Regions from separate parts of the Ovis aries genome. Here region 2 is linked to region 1. A link is a contact called in public Hi-C data. All regions are on one chromosome and are shown on one strand. Each heading gives the region's core, a stretch centred on a gene start, on an enhancer-like site or on the middle of the called end of the contact. The rest is flanking DNA. Distances are from core to core; before and after follow the strand shown.

Region 1 (4,005 bases), core at 702-3,201:
CTTCCACCCAGCCTGGTATCCACAAAGCAAACCCAAGCCTGCCCAGGAGAGGACACTTCACCTTTTGCGGCCTCCGTCTCCTCCCCTTCAAGGTGGCAGTTCTCAGCCCAGGAGGCAGGAAGGGGGGAGAGCCAGAGCTGGGTCTGTGTGTGGGGGTGGGGGGGTAAACGCCCCCCCTCAAGAAGGCGCAGCACACCCCACCCAGGCGGGGGTGAGAGGGCCCCAGGAGGAGGTCATGAATGGATGGACTGTTACAGAACCCTAGGAGGCTGCCACCGACAGGGAGGGGACAGGAAGACTCCGCCCCAGCCTTCCTCCTCCCAGAGTCCAGGCCTGTCCTACAAACAAGTGTTCCAGGACTTAACCCCCTGCTGGTCTGATGCTGGAGAGGGTCTGACTCACTTCTACATCACCCCCACCGTTGGGCCAGCCCCAGGCCTGCCTGGCACAAAAGGGGATCTCCGTCATGGGCCCAGGACCCCAGTCACAGGACAAATCTTTGTGTCCAGCTAGGGTGGGAGCACAGCATTGGGAGACCCCTGGTTCCTATTCTCCAGAGGTCTGAGTGGGCAGAACACAGCTGCGGAAACTCTACAGGATGGCAGGACACATCGTAAGTGTAGGCAGGCACAGCGTGCTAGATCTACCAGACAGAGGCAAGTTCAGCCAAGAGCAACAGGCTCCCTTCTCACAGACTGGCCCCCACCATTGCACATGGACCAGCACCCCACACACTGGGGTCTCCCCCACACCAGAGCTGTGTTAAGTAAGCCATATGAATTAGCTCACTTAAACCGATTAAGAATAAAGTATTCACCCCATTTCGAAGAGGGGGAAACTAAGGGGCCAGGACGTTAGGAGACTTGTCCAAGAGATCCCAGATGGGAAACAGACGCTGGGATTCCCCCTGGCAGCCTCCCCCAGAACTGAGTTTCCCAGGCAGCTTGGGGGTCTTACCCTGTCTCTCCATTCCTGGGGTTTGGGGAAGGAGGAGCCAGGACCCTACAGCACTCCCTGTGCTTTCCCAGGGAGGAAGAGGGCAGCTGCCCCTCTGAGAAGCGGCCACTGTGCAGGGCTGGGAGCTGGCACGGTTGAAGGAGGGGGCTGAGGAGACTGGGCTCTTGCCTTAACCAGCCCCCTAAACAAGCCTCCGCGGAAGCACCCAGCTGTGCCGGAGGCCAGGGACACGGGTTCTGACCCACCCCTCCTGTGCACTCCATCTCTCCTAGGCCCACTCCCCAGGCTCAGGCTCAGACCCTGATGGGCCAGTCCCTTGGAAGCCTTGGCCACGTGTACTGGGTCTGGAGCCAGAGCAAGCCGGGACCTGGGACAGTCAGGGAAGGTCAGGACACGCTGGCCGAGTGGGCCCGGATCGCTTCCGGGCAAAGATACCCAAGGTGAAGTGGGGAGGCTGCGACCCTCTTCCACAGCTCAGGCTGCAGGAGTGTGCCCAGGAATCCAGAGACCCGGCGGCTCCCAGGGGTGGGTGGAAGTTCGAGTCCCCTCGGGAGGGGGAAGGGCGGACTCAGAAGGAGCCAGGAAGGGGCACCCAGACGTAGGAGAAACAAGCTTGTACAACAGTTCTTGGCCCTGGGCCACTCCCGCCCTGCCCGGGGCCTGACTCTCCGCAGACCCCAGCAGGCAGGCAGCGATGGGGGCGTGGCCGGGGCTCCCCGCCGGACCCCCAGAGCGCGCTGCGTGGCGCCGGACTCACCTGCGATGTGCTGACGCCGGGCGTCGTCCAGGTGCGTGGACAGCACGTCCCCCATGGTGAGGAGGAGCCGCGCGGCCCGATCCGGCCGCCGCCTGCCGCTGCCTGCGCTGCTCAGACAGGCGCCGCTGGCGCCATGGAGCCGGCCCGCCCTGCTCCCGCCGCCCCTGGCTGCGGCCTCTGCCCGGCTCGCGCTCCGGCTCCAGTAGCGTCCGTCCACTAGCTGGCCGCCTCCGCCTCGCGCCCCAGCCCGCGGCCCCGCCCAACCCAGCCCAGCCCCGCCAGGCCACGCCCCCAGACTCGAGCCCCGCCCCCTCCTCGGTGGCTGTCGAGCGGGCGGGGCAGGGGCCGGGGTATGCAAGGACCGCCTGCAAGACAGAAACAAAGAGGAGGTCGGAGAAAGCGAGGCCGAGAAGGGAGACGCGGAGCGGGGCGCACCGGACAGTGACCGAAACGGAGAAAGAGATGGCGCTGGTGGGGGGGGGCGTCTGAAAGGACGGGGGTGCCTGCGGGGTTCCAGCCTGGGTGTCAACGCCCCCCACCTTCCCCGACCCTCTTGGGAAGAGAGCCACACCGAGAAGGACGTGCGGGGCCGGTAGGCGACGCCCAGGAGCACTCCTCCCGCCCCTGCTCCCCTGCCCCCAGCCCCGCCCGCGGCTGCCAGCTCTCAGGAAGTTCCTTGGCCTTGATCCGACCTGCCCCAGAAGGTGTACCCGCCCGTCTTGCACAACAGTGCAAGGAAAAGGGAGGTGGCAAGGAGAGCTCCGACTCAAAGGCCAGGCGCTCATTCCTCGGGCTCCGCATATGGGTATTTCACTTCGGAGGTGGCTTGTGGGACAGGACAAATCAGGAATAGGAAAAAAAAAAAAAAAGTACGGTTTGTAAAAGATGCAGATTCAAAACCCATGGACCAGCATGGAGTTTGGGGGCTGGGCATGGTTGGGTCACAGGTACCAGGAGAATGTGTTTCAATTCTACCCCACTATCCCCCAAGCTGGTAGGGGAGCTGGGTTAACCCCTGGGACCCCCAGATAATGGACTGGGGTAGCAGAAGCCATACTTGGCTGCTGATGATCAGACCTCCTGTACTGCATCCTAGGGGTCATCCCGTTTTTTCTTGCTTACCCCAATGACTGTGTGCTTACCCCAATGACTGTGTGCTTACCCCAGTGACTGCGTACTTACCCACTTCTCTGTGTGCCCCACCCTGTAACTGGACAGCTCTCACTGCAACTGTGACATCAGCAGAAAGCGATGATAATAAAAGCTGACATTGCTGAGCATGGTGCTTCAGGCCTGCCAACGCCAACAGAAGGTAGGTTTGAAGTTGACTAATGGGACACAGGCACTCTTCATGCGTTCGGTGATAAACACCTGCTGGCTCGGCTCTCTACAAGATGCTGGGGATGAAAAGAGAGGATGCAAGCTGTCCTACTTGCTCTGGGCCCCCAGGACATGTGGCATTATTGAGAACCTCAGTTTCCTCATCCGTCCACTGAGAATAATGATGCTTTGTTGTGAGGATTAAATGAGATAACAGAGTGACTACACAGCACCTGGCACAGGTTGGGTCATCGCAGTAAACAGAACCTACCATTCTGTTATTCGTCACAGTCCCTGCCCTTGAGAGCATAGAGAAGCTTGAGGAAGGAACACAGCATTCTGTCTTGAGGAAAATCACAGAAGGAGTAGTACCAGAACTACGAGCTAGAAGAACGAGAATTTTGACAGCAGATCCTAAGGAAGAGCATTCCAGGGAGTGGGGATAGCATGGGCAGAAGCGCAGTCTTTGAAGAGCAGGATGTATTCATGCAGCAGAGAACTATGAGGTGAAGCTGAAGTCAGGCTGGCAGAGATGATTAGTGTCCTTCTACAGAGATGGAAACTGAGGCCCAGGGAGGGAAAGTGACTTGCCAAGGTCACACAGTAAGGCGGAGCCAGAACCCAGCCAGAGGCCAAGTCTGCAGACACGCTGGCTTCTCTTTGAGCCACCAGAAGCAAATGATACTACTAGCCTCATTTCCTTTTTCCCATGACCCAAACTGTAGACACTGGAAAGGCCTGCTCTAACCTGAGAGGTGGGTAGATTGAGGCATCTGACATCTGAACACCCAGGAGGCCTGGACCAGTTGGGGTAAAGGTGGGGCCACAAGCCAGCCTTTTGCCAGCCTCTGTGGTGCAAACAGGCCTGTGAGCCCAAAACACCCACAAACTTGCCAGTGTCAGGCCCCTAGCCCAGGAGCTCCCCCTCTTGGCTTTGGATACCTTCTGTCACGTGTCTTCACCTAGACCTT
Region 2 (4,005 bases), core at 1,014-3,513, 36 kb before region 1:
TGAGCACCCTAGAGCCTGTGTTCTGCAAGAAGAGAAGCCTCTATAACGAGCAGCCCGAGGACCACAACTAGAGAGCAGGCCCCGTTTGCCACAGCTAGATAAAAGCCCACACACAGCAACAAAGACCTAATGGAACCAAAACTAAATAAACTTTAAAAAAAGGACAGTCATCCCCCAGCTTCCCCGCTTCAGGGCAGGGAGTTGCAAGCAGAGGCATCAGGAAGGAAAAAAGACAGGACCAGCACCCAGGAGTGCTCTGAGGCAGGGGAATGGCCAGTTTGCTGTGGCTGTGGAAGCCCAAGGCAGGAAGGGGGCTGAGGGGGGAGGAGGGCCCTAGAGGTGGAGAGATTGGGAGGGCCATGGGGGTGGGCCAGGGCCAGTGGTGGGCTGCTTCTGGAGGAGAGGCACAGCGAAAGGGGACCCCCAGTGAGCTGGGTGCCTGGATGGGTGAGACGCCACGCAGAGAGGGGGCGCCCAGCTTTGGGCAGGCAGGAAAGGGCTGGGGGAAAGATGCTGAGGCTCAGCTTTGCGCCTGGTGACAGCGAGACGGGTGCGATGGCTGGCTGAGGGTGGAGGTATGGGGTCTCACGTTCAGGAGTCGGGGGGCATGCAGCATTATCGATCGCAGAGTAGGGGGCTGTGGGGACACGGCAGAAGCGCTGGGCCGGGCCTGGAAGGCCTGCGGGGCGCCTCACCACTTTGTTCTCGTAGAGCACCAGCCCATAGTTGTGCGGCACGAGGCTGAAGCGGTTCCTCCACTTCTTGTTCTCCTCCTGGTACTGGAAGAGGTTCCCCGAGAAGATGATGCGCTCCTCCAGGGGCACCTGTGGGCGGCGAGGGGCGAGGACTGAGGCCGTCCACCCTGACCTCACTCCTCACCGAGGTCTCTGAGGCAGCACGGCGCAACGCCCGTTTGGCAGATGGGGAAATGAGGCTGGGGAACAGCGAAGGCCCCCTCCCCACTCCAGGTCCAGCCAGAGGCCCGGTGATGCCGGACTAGAGCCCAGGCCAGGCACTGTGACAGCGGAGCCAGACAGGACCCCGCCCCGTCCTGGCCCCAGCAGACACGGCGGCCTCCTCGGGAAGGTCTCCGGAGCCCGAGGCAGGCTGCTTCCCCGTCCACTCCCCCTGCAGTGTGACTGTGCCACGGTCACTCCGGCCGGAGGGGACAGGCCTGCCTGCCGGCACCTGAGCACATCTCTCTTCCTGCTCTGGGTCTGTTTCCCCTCAGGGCAACACAGACTTGACATAGAGCCTCCCCGGCCCTGACAGGTGACAAGATCGTCCCATGAACCCAGATGGGGGAGGAGGGGACTTCATCCCAGAGGGTTCCCGTCTGACCAACACCCTGGCAGACTCGTGGCCAGCGTGGGTAGCAGTAACGCCGAGACCTCCCTGCAAAGCCCTAGCTTTGACTCTACCACAGGCTCGGTGTGACTTCAGGCCTGTCCCATCACCTCTTTGAGCCTCAGTTTCCTCATCTGTAAAATGGGACAGGGACAGCTGCGACGACATGTGCAGGGATCACGCAGGCAGTTGGCACCGGGCAGGTAGTACAATACACAGGAGCTGCCCATGACCACTACTGGGGTTCTGTCTGCATCAGTCTTCCGGCTCCTCAGACTGACATTTGGGGAGGGGGAAGGGAGAGTAAACAGACTGAGCACCGGGAAGCTTCCAGAAAGGAGATAACAGGAGGCCAAGAGGGAACAGCCCTGCTCCTGGGTGGGAGGAGCACAGCAGTCAAAGGTTCCTGTCTCTCAGAAGCCTCCGTCTGCTCTACAACAAATATGGGGCCTTCTGCAAAAAGCAACATGTATCCTGTGTAATAAAGGGAGAAGGTATAATTTGACTGGGGCCTAACCCCTCCTAGCTTCGAGCTCTGCAGCTGCAGTCAGAGGTGAGCAGCCCTTCCCGAGGCATCCCCCACCCCCAGGCCTGTCTCTTCACCGGGCCTCTTCTCCCCAGCAACCTGCCTGCCACTCTTCGAGGGGAAATGCCGAAACATTCCTGGAAAATGAGGGCCCATTGTACTCAAACAATAGGACCCCGAAGACTGCTTCCTACCCAGGGACAAAAATATTTACAGGAAAAGAAAATGGTCCCCCCCTCTCCACCAGGCACCCCCTCCCCACCACCGACAGTGGGCTTTCCCCTGGGCTGTGTGGTCTATATTTAGACTGGGGCCTACTCTCACCCCAGCTCCTGAGCTCCCGTCTCTGTGAGAAAGAAAGAGCACAAAGAGCTCTCCAGACACCCGGGTCTGCAGCCTCCGCTCCGGCTTAGAGCCAGAACTCCCTCAGGCCTCCCCGGGTGAGTGGGGCTCGGCACCCTGCCCCCTAAAGTCCACCCTCAGATCCTGGACAGCCCGTAATGGCTGGTTGGTTGCTTTACAGCTGTGGGTTTGGGTTTTATTTTTAAGACTTTCAAATGGCAGAGTCGTGTTTCCACTGGAAGGTCTGCAGGAAGCGGAACCCAGGAAACAGCCCAGGCCAAATATTGTGTACTCTGCAAAGCTCTCTGATGCTGCTGACGGGCACCTCTGGGGGATGGCGAGAGCACAGGCCCCCAGGCTCCTACAGCTGACGCCTCGGGAGCCTGGACAAGCAACTCTACCTTCCTGAGCCCTGGTGTCCACCTCTGGGAGGGGCGCCGGGTCATAATCACAGTCCCACTGAGCCATGTCATGCCAGCTGGATGAGCAGCGCCCGCACAAAAGAACTGTTGTTTTTATCACTACTATTACTATATTAATTGCAGTATTATTTCTAACAAAAACAATTTATGTGATGACGAGAATGATTTCTATTGTTACCATGACTTAGCCTCATGATGGTCAGTTTCCTGAGTGGCAAATGGGACCCAAAACCCCTCCTCTTCTGAAACTGTGGGTGATTTCATATTAGTCTTCCTGCTGACACATTGCGTCTGTCTTCTGACCATGAACACTCAACCTGATGAGTGTGAAAGGCGTTTCTCGTGCAGAGTAAATGCTGAGCACATCAGGCGACCCTGCTCCTGTCTTGGGTTATTGGAATTCAGGCTGCCTGTGATATTTCCTTCCAAACAGGGGAGCAAGCAGCCCGCAGGAAGCAGCTCCCTGAGGTGGGTCCAAAGCCCTCTCTACTATCACATAGGTATGCCCCTGCCAGACACCCAGGCCACAGCTGCCCTCTGCTGTCCCAGGTCGGGAGGTGGCCGTGACATCAGGAGGCCAGACAGAATTTCCTGGGCCCCAAATCAAAGTGACAGGTGATGCTCTGACACACAGCCCTGACATTCTCTCCACCCAGGCAGGCTGGGGGTCAAGGCAGAAAGAGGAATCAAGTCAGGAATCTGGAACCTGGCTTGAGTCCTGCCCTCCACCATCCCAAGCAAGCCATGGGCTCACCTCTGGGCCTCTGCACATGCCACTGCCTGGGTCTGATATTCCTTCTCCCATCAGGTCTTTAGCTGAGATGGCCCTTCTTCCAGGAAGCCCTCCCAGACCACCCAGACAAGGGCCCACTGCAGCACCCCCAGAAACAGCAAGGCCTGGCTTCTCACCCCAAGCGCTCAGCCCCACCAGTGCCGCCAGTCCCTCACTTCCTCAGTGCCATTCCCACCCCGATGCCAGGGGTGAGCACAGGATCCCCACCCTGGGAGGCTCTACTAGCCTCCTCTGGCCCATTCTGACCCCTCAATGGGGAGCAGGCAGCTTCCTGGACAAACCTTTACTATGCAAACATAACCCTACCACTGATAAGAGGATCATGACAAGGCCAGAGATGATGACACGTCAGTCAAGCATCTGTCCAGCCCCAGGCACCCAGCACACAGATCTTTAATCCTCGCGGCCACCTGGCGCAGGAAGTATGCCCATCCCCATTCACAGGTGAATAAACTGAGGCCCCACGAGGTGAGGTCATTAGCTCAAGGGCACGTAGACGCTAAGAGGAGGAGCTGGGCTTGGACCAGCCCTGTCAAGATGACTCAGAGCCCTAGCCCGGCAGGAGGAGGGGCTGG

Evidence for each region. Hi-C and Micro-C count contacts between places; a contact is called where the count stands out from the background.
Region 2: a Hi-C map of hypothalamus shows a contact between it and region 1, with 2.1 times the contacts expected there. The contact joins the enhancer-like site here to the promoter of NIBAN2 in region 1. A contact is called at or near these places in 3 of 16 Hi-C or Micro-C datasets (hypothalamus, retroperitoneal adipose tissue and skin fibroblasts).

What each region holds. Positions count from the first base shown.
Region 1 is chr3:8,617,656-8,621,660 of ARS-UI_Ramb_v3.0, reverse strand. It overlaps NIBAN2 (niban apoptosis regulator 2), which reads right to left and starts at 1,951. Exons shown (of 14, transcript XM_027966422.2): 1 at 1,715-1,951. The coding sequence starts at 1,769. LOC121818996 (a long non-coding RNA gene) reads left to right here and starts at 2,067. Exons shown (of 2, transcript XR_006059079.2): 1 at 2,067-2,306; 2 at 2,933-4,005.
Region 2 is chr3:8,653,964-8,657,968 of ARS-UI_Ramb_v3.0, reverse strand. It overlaps NIBAN2 (niban apoptosis regulator 2), which reads right to left. Exons shown (of 14, transcript XM_027966422.2): 3 at 696-824. Among named protein-coding and RNA genes, the nearest start is that of TRNAC-ACA, 4.6 kb to the right of the region's middle. Within about 2 kb of position 2,263, at least 11 of the 54 cell types and tissues checked have an H3K27ac peak or open chromatin away from gene starts, as enhancers often do. A contact at or near this core is called in hypothalamus, where this site is marked.